Linked DNA regions of Phocoena phocoena: region 1 is linked to region 2. Evidence: chromatin contacts called from public Hi-C data. All regions are on one chromosome and are shown on one strand. Each heading gives the region's core, a stretch centred on a gene start, on an enhancer-like site or on the middle of the called end of the contact. The rest is flanking DNA. Distances are from core to core; before and after follow the strand shown. Region 1 holds the start of ZNF326 (zinc finger protein 326). Region 2 holds the start of LRRC8D (leucine rich repeat containing 8 VRAC subunit D).

Region 1 (3,944 bases), core at 1,333-3,832, 170 kb before region 2:
GCAAATGACCTCAAAAACAAGGTCAAAATGTTACAAAAGAAGCAGTATAAAACAAAGCCAATAATCCACTTAATCTACTTTACTCAATACCAAAACCTCTAATTCAACAAAAATAACTCAGCTAGCTGCTTGTTAAGTCCTCACTCAGTGCAGTCAGGATTTTGGAATAAATTAAAGGATTCATAATTCAAATAAAACAGAGTCAAATTAATCTCAATAGCCCTAAGTTTTTCTGATCCCAAATTATCTAACTCAAATAATATATATAGTATAACAACATTAACGCTGATACATGAAGAGACCAAACAATGCCTGAAACAAGGCACAATTCCCTTTTTACACTGGTACTTTATATGGATGAAAAGAAAAACTGAAATGCATTCCCTTAACTTATTTCAGAGCAAATGAAAGAGGATACTCACCATTAAAGCTCTGATAAGTATTTCTGCAAGCAGAGTGAGTGTAATCTATGAAGACACATTTAACAGAAAGGAATTAGTTCAATATTAGCAAAAATCTGAAATTATATACCCATCTACTAAAAACAAACACTATTTTTAAAATGCCATTAATGCAATTATCTGCAAAATAGGGTGTAAATAATTATAAATATTTCATATGGGAAAATACATATCCCTTTCTTTTCACTATCTCCCCAAATGGTAAGTTTATCATCCAAATCATGGTAATGTAAAAATTAGTTTATAAAACCTAATATATAATAATATCCAAAAAAGGGGATCCAGTACTGATTTATATGGAGTAACAAAAAGGAAGGCAAATATGTATCAAATAATGCAAAAAGCAGGGACATCTGAGAATTGATTCTATGTAATATATAATTTTTTCCAAGTTAATATTTCTTTTAGCACTTAATTTGCTCTCTAAAGATTTCAAGATCTTATCTGAGAAATGTATATACATATATGTATATATATGTGGTGCTATATCTACCCAGGATGTGGTATCATCACCAAAAAATCATATTGATAATTTCTCTGTCAAAACGAATTCGGCAATTGTTAAATCCTTTAGTTAATTTTACTAATAAATACTGAAAAGAATTTAACAGAGCGGTCATTTGGATACAAGAGAATCCAACTACACTACACAGGATTAGTCAAAGTCCAACTAAAACAAAAAAAAACACCAGAGTGTGCTACTGTTAATACCTAAACTTCCTGTTTCAAAGTAACTTAAAACTATCCACAAAAAGGTTATTCCAATCCCCTTTCATATACTTAGATTTGATATCTTTAACTCTTTGTGGCATGAAATCAAAATCAAAGATCAAAAGATCATTTAGTCGGACTCACAGCACATTCAAAGATAATTCTGGGGGTTGGGTTAGAGGCTTAGAACTAGGTAGTGAACTGATTTTATTTAGAAATGCCTGGCTACTCAGGACTAAATTCAGTTTATTCACACCCCTTCTCATGTCTCCCTAAAGCTGTCATTACGTGCTCATTTTACCTTGACACCCGTTCCTATAAAGCTGGCCAAGATTTGAAGACAAGTTGAAAACCAAATTAATTTTACTTCGTGAGCCTATGAAAATGCTTTAAAGAACTGGCCTGAGAGACGACTGAAAGGTACTGCTAAAATACGGTTTATTTAAACAGCAAGTCCAACACAGGCGGTTGTGCACAGGTCTGAATTTGAAGGGCATGTGATACTGTGCCAGAATTCTGACTAATTTAAGTCCCATCCATACACCGTCCAGAGAAAAATGCTTTGGTTCACAGACATATTTCAAATTATGGATTAAGGCCCGGGCAATGTTTGTTGGTGGATAAATATCCCAGTTTGCTAACCAGAAATACCTTACTTTCCATTCTGGATAGAGATCTACTTATACTTATCACTTACAGATGCCCTTTAAACTCATCTTAAACTAAGACAACCAGGCACACGACCGTGAACAAGCCTCTGAAAATCCTATCTGGCGAGAAGTAACCTGGGTTTGGGGATTGACTAAAAGGACGATCTGGGTCGCTGCCCACGTCGCGAGTGCGAGCCGCGGCAAGGGAGGCCCGCTCGCCGCTTAGCCCGAGACCGGGAAGTTGGAAGCGTCCGGGCAATTTCCACGCAGCGGGGCGGGGACCAGTCTGGGGCCGAGTCCGGAGGCCGCGGCGCTTTAGGCGCGTCCTTACCCACACCGAGGCCGGCGCGGAACTCCAGGGTCGCGGGCCACAGCGGGCGCCGGGCCGGAAGATCGGGCGCGCGGGTCCCCACAGAGGCCGACTCCGGGCACCGGGCCCGCGGCGAGCGGGCGGCCTCCGGGCCCACAGAACAAAGCCCACACGGCCATCTTGAGACGGTAAACAGACCCCCGGGGCAGGCCACCCCGCCTCCCGCCGCCGCGGCGACGAGCCAGAGGCCGCGCTTACCGTCCTCGAAGTCCATGGCGGAGGCTCGGGGCCGACGGCCTCGGCGGCGCTGGGCTGAGCTGTGGCGGAAGGCGAGCGCCCGTGACCCGCGGTTTCACACAGCCAGTAAACGCGACCAAGAGCGGCGCTACCGGCCCGGGAGCCGCAGGCCACAGCGAGGCTGGGAGGCGGGGCCGGCCGTCGCTGCCGGCCGTCGCAGCGCGGCCTGCGATTGGCTGGCGCGGGCTGGTGGGCGGGCCCTGGAGTGGGGGCGGGAAGCAGGTCTGCTGTCACGCTCCCAGGTGCTGACCCTCTAGGAGCGGACGAGGGGTAAGGAAGGTGGAAAAAAAAGGAGCCCCACAGACTGGCCGGGGTCGTGGGAAAGAGAGCTGGGTGTTCTGGAAGGTCTGGCTGCGGCCCGCCATGTTTGATTCTGGCAAGAGCGAAAGGATCTGGTTGGAATACCTTCCTCCAGCCCGAACTAATATATTATACCACGTGCCGACATTTTGCTTTTTATTGGTTGGTGGTGACTGATCGGAAAATGTTAAAATCCTTATGGAGTTTCTGTCGTGGAGACGCAGAAGTCCAGGACGTTTTTAGAACTCTGTGAGCAGAGGAGAACAGATTGCTAAATAGGAAACAATTATGAGTATGATCCAAGACAGGCCATGATCAAGTTCTGAGTTTCAAGGTGCAAAATAAAAGTAAAAGTTAACAGACAGGGAAGATTTGTGGCAGGAGTCATCCAGAACTGGAAGAACAACAACGGGCAAACACACATACTTATTAACATTGTATTATTGTCACTTTGGAAATAGTGTTGGGGACAGTGGGCAAAGTCATTCACTCACCCACAAGGCAATGTGGAAAAAGACGACTGTTAGATCATTCTAACCCTGGAGCAGCTTGAACTCCAGGTTAGAAAACATTTTTTTCATAGCGCAAATGGTGTTAACAATGAGTTGATCACAGGATAGGAAATCATGAATCAAGCCCTTTGCCCTTCTTTGGGGTCCAAGCAATTGCGGGAACCAAGTTCCGAGAAAGCAGCCCCTAGAAACAGGACTGAAGGAAAAACTCACAGGTATACTATGTTGCATTACTGTAGCCCCAAATCTGGGCAGGGCACTGTTTCTTCCTCATCACTTTCCTTCTCCACCCTGATTGATTCACCCAGTTCTCCACCCTTTTATTGTTTTCTTCTTTTTTTTTTTTCCTCCTATACATGTTTTCTATTCACCGGAGTAGAACATGTTGAAAACTGAACTCATGATTTCCTTCCTCAAACCTGTTCATCCTCCTTTATTCTTTCATCTGTGTTAGTGGCGTCATGAGCAACCACCCACTACTAATCCCAGCCAGAAGCCTGCGACTCATCCAGGCTACTCCCCTTCTCCCATCCTCAATCCGTACTGAAGTCTCTCATCTGCTTACTACCTCCTAAAATGTCTTAAATTTGCCCCCTGCTCTCCAACTCACTGCACTACCTGAGTTAGACTCTCATTATCTCTCTCCCAAACTATTGCCATAGCTTCCTAAGTAATTTCTCTGCCTTTCCACCTTGACCTTCTC
Region 2 (4,319 bases), core at 1,106-3,605:
TTGAGGCAAATGATTAACACCACTGACTTGTGGTTCAAGTTTTCCACTAACTAGATCCCCTCTACCTCCCTTCATGTTCTCTGCTCCAACCAGGCAAACCTATTTTTGACCCATGACACACCTCAACGCTTCCCCTAATACGTGCTCCTTCCCTCTTCCCCAACACACACAGCACTGGCTGGCTGTTTGGCTGGCTCCAAACACCCTTTCCTCTCCGTATTCCTTGGCCTCCTAGACAAATGCAATCCCTTGCTTCTGGTGGTGTCCTCACGTGGGCGGTCTTACTTGCCCTCTGTTCGTATGTACAAGAATCCTCTTCTTCCTGGTTAAGGCATCACAGCACCCACTCTGGTTCTCTGCTTCTTGCTGGTACTTAATAAATATTGGCTGGCATTTCTCAGAATGTCAACATCAGCTCCAATGATACATGAAAAATATGTGAAATCCCATACCAACTGCCATTTCAAGTACATATGTAACCATGAGCACAGTTTTGACAAAACTTTGACTTTTTCATAGCTAGTGCCAATTTACCTACAGTACTGAGACTGAACCAAGTCCGATTTCCAAAGACAGCTACCGAAATAATTCAGCTATTGGGACCTTACAAACACAGCACACTTTAAAAAAAAATTAATCAAAAAAGTTCTGCTCACTATAAAAATTAAGAAAAAAAAGGTCAAGCTTTGACCAAGTTTTTTAAATTCTGTAAACCTTGGCAGAAAGAAAAGGATACAAATATGGCTCAATACTTTAACTGTTGCATCATACACCATTCCACATGGTCATGAAGAGACTGGAGGGCTGGGTCATGTAAGGACAGTTTCCTCTCCAACCTTGTAATGTGTTAGGTTTTAATCAACAAAGTACACACTCACACACCCTCAATAAAAATGAGACAAATCTAGGATAATCAAATATATAAATAAACCATGCCGATTTAAGATTCTGGATTGCTTTTTCCCCAGCTCTATGGATTACCTAATCATTTCATGGGAGGCTCCCTTACTAACCTATAGAGACCAACAACTTCGCCGGAACCCTAGTTTACCTAATTTTCATCTCAGGATCTTTCCTATCTTGTTCTCGTATTTTAACAGGGTTTTAGTCACTCGATGTAGAATACAGGAAAAGAGACAACTCTCACCATGTCCTCGCTGATGGGAGGTGTCTGGTCAGTATTAATGGGCTGTAAAAATAAATGCTGCCTGAAGACCCCATTTACTGGGAATGGTGCAGGGTTCTTCCCACAGGTCTGTACCATGCAGAGGCCCCAGCAGCTCTGGCAGGGAAGGTCTGAATCACTGTCATTCTTGGCACTTGGAAGCGCCCTTCGGTTGTTTATGAAGTAAACAGCCCTAACCAGTACTGCAGACGGGAATTCCCTGCCTGCCCAGACTCTTCCAACGTCTGGCACAGAACACATAATAGGTGCTCAATAAATGCAGCCTGTCTAGAATTTTATTATCAAAGCTGCTAAGGAAAGTTTCCATAAGTCAGCTCTCTCTTTACTCCTGAATCTCTCAAAATACGTCCTCAAAGCTTTCCTTGCCCAACACGAAATATTTTTTTCAAAGTCAAGGAGAAGGAAAGGAGGAAATCTGCAAAACAGAAAGAGCCACATAGGAGTCCAAGTGGCTCAAGTTGGGCCCCACAGTCGGCTAAGGACTCCCCGATACCCATTCCCCATCCCCTGCGCCTCCTGAGTGCTCCCACACTCTCACCTTTGCACTATTTCTTTTCTGGAACCTTACGTCCCCACCTTCTGCCACATACACCCCCAACTGCGTATCCAAATGGGGCCGCATACCCCTCCTCTCCCTCTCCAGCAGGAACCTACCTCTCCTCCCCTCGACCTGCGGCAGCTCTTCTTTACCGTGGCTGGCTTTGTAAGAAACCAAAAAAACTCATCTCTTTATCCATAAGGGATACCCCAAATGAAGGGGGAGAGAAAGAGGAAGGCCCCTATCAACCCTCCAGTAAGCGGAGGTGATGATTTCCTGAGCAACCACTCCCCAAGCCTCCTCCTTTCCAAGCCACTGAACGGGATTTGAGCAGAAGTCCGGCTCCCAAGTGCCCACGCTTCCAAACAAGCTAGAAGCGGATTATACCGGTACCCAACCCGGAGATGGCCCGGGGCGGGCTGGGTGCACCTGCGGGCCCCCGGCTCCCTCCCTCTCGCGCTGAGGGCGGGGCGAGCCCTCACTTCCCAGCCCAGCCCACCCGGCGCGGGAAGGAGGCGGAGGGGAAGCGTTTCTGGAGAAGTTGAAGGGCTCACCTTCTGGGCAGTGGGCCAGCGAGGCCAGACACCAAACACCCACCTCCGGGAAGAATCAGTGGAGCCGTAACCGGGTCTCCCCGCCCTTCCGATGGGGCGGAGGGAGGCGAGAGAAGGGAGCGCGCGTGGGGGGAGCCGAAGGGAGGCGGTCGCAGGCACTGTGCTCTCGCGGGGCCCACTCGGCTACCGCGGCGCCCGCCGCTCAAACTGCCGAAAGCAGAACGATCTTCGGGCCCCAGCGGGCCGAGGCGGGCGCCCGGCCCGGCCCCGCCCGCCTCCCCCGTCCCCGGGCTCCTGGCCCCCCGGCAGCGAGGTCCCAGCCGCAGCCTCCTCTCGGGCCGCGGCGCCGCGGGGCAGGTCGCCGGCGCCGGGGTGGCGCGCGTCGGCTCCGGCACTGCTCCCACCGGCGCAGCCCCCAGCCCCTGCCCCGGAGAGGCGCGCACCAACCTTGGGGGGCAGCTTGGCCGCCTAGCCCGGCTTAGGCGGAGGCGGGAGGTGGCGGCATCACCTGCGGCGTGCGGTGGCTGCTCCCGGACGTGCCGGGGCGGCGGAGGCGCGCGGCGCCCAGGACCCTGCTTTCGCGGCCCCGCCCGCGGCTGCCACCTCGAAGCGCGGCGGAGGAGCCGGGGCACCACGGGCGGCGGCAGCGGCGGCGACGAGAGCAGCAGCACATGACTCTGTAGCGGGGGGAATTAAACAAAGCGTAACATGGACTCCGGGCCCGTGCAGGCGCTGCAGCTCCGGGACCAACCGCAGCCAGCGAGCGCCGCGACTGGCTCGGCCGCAGCCAATGGGGCGGGCTCGGGCCTCCATGTGATGGCGAGCTCTCTCCCCCGCCGGCTCTCCCGCGTCTGCCGGAGGTCGGGGCGCTTCCGCCGCCGGGCGTGCTGTCCGGAGGGGCGGCGTGGCGAGTTCGGTGGCCCGGGGTCTGACGCTGGCGGCGGGAGGCTGCTGGACTGGGCGCAGGTGCAGCCGGCGGGGAGGGGCAGCCGCCGTAGCTCGCAGTCGCCCCATCGCTCAGCTGTGAAACGCCCCCCTGGACAGGGCGCGGGGCCCGGCGGCCAGTGTCGCCAGGCGGGCGCGAGGCCACCTCGGGAACCTTCATCCCCCCGGGGCTATCCTGTCAACTCAAGCTCTGATAGTAAGACGGGGGTGGGGTGGGGGATGCGGTGAAATGGTGGGGGGAAATTTGAGTAAAAGTCGTTTCGGCGGCTTCCAACCCTACGGAGAACGCGCTTTCCTAGGATTTGGGGCACACACAACTTTATCTTGGCACGAATAGCGTCCCACCCTCATTTGTTCAGTGTCTGCTATTAAACATACAACGAGAGAGTCAGTTCTTGTTTTATTGAGTCTACTCTCCCCCCCCCCCCATTCTTTTATGCCAGAAATGTCTTGTATCTGAAGCAGGCAGACGAAAGGTGGTCCTCCGCTAAGAAGTGTTTCCCAGCATGATAGTTTTCCCTCCTGTTTTTGTGGTAAGATCAAAGAATATTTGCAGTCTTTTTCGTGGGTGGGGAAACGTAGGGGTCAAGAAATAACGTCAGGAGGGATGTTTGGAGTTGTTGGTTTTTAACATGACAAATGGTTCCAGCCCAGTACTTCAATATCTCCTTTCATCTGAATCCACCCGTTTCTGTGAACAATGGGAAATCGCATCTCTCTTCTCCCAAGATCTCTCCATGTCAGTGAATGTTCAGTCAGCATTTACTAAGCATCTAAATGCTGCTCATAAGCATGCTGCACAAAATGTTACAGGTACTCAGGAAAGTGTGAGTTCAGATTTAATGAGGCAGTAAAGAGAGTGGTTTTCTAGGGTTTCAGGAAAGACTTCAGAGAGAAGGGGGTAGAACTGACCCTTGGAGAGTGAGCACTTGTTCCTCAGGCACTGGAAGTAAAGTAGAGCAGCACTGAGGAGGAGTATGAACAGAGGTCCGGAACACACTCAAGGCACAGTCCTAGACTACTCACAAGATGACACTAGATTTCCAGCCCTTTTGACATCCTCTTGCTTTCTCACTTTCCCTGCCCTGTCCCTTGT

Evidence for each region. Hi-C and Micro-C count contacts between places; a contact is called where the count stands out from the background.
Region 1: a contact with region 2 is called in a Hi-C map of lung, with 10 times the contacts expected there. The contact joins the promoter of ZNF326 here to the promoter of LRRC8D in region 2. A contact is called at or near these places in 2 of 2 Hi-C or Micro-C datasets (kidney and lung).

The regions. Positions count from the first base shown.
Region 1 is chr1:79,484,609-79,488,552 of mPhoPho1.1, reverse strand. ZNF326 (zinc finger protein 326) reads right to left here and starts at 2,582. Exons shown (of 14, transcript XM_065885349.1): 1 at 2,391-2,582; 2 at 423-467. The coding sequence starts at 2,406.
Region 2 is chr1:79,312,726-79,317,044 of mPhoPho1.1, reverse strand. LRRC8D (leucine rich repeat containing 8 VRAC subunit D) reads right to left here and starts at 2,355. Exons shown (of 2, transcript XM_065884574.1): 1 at 2,279-2,355.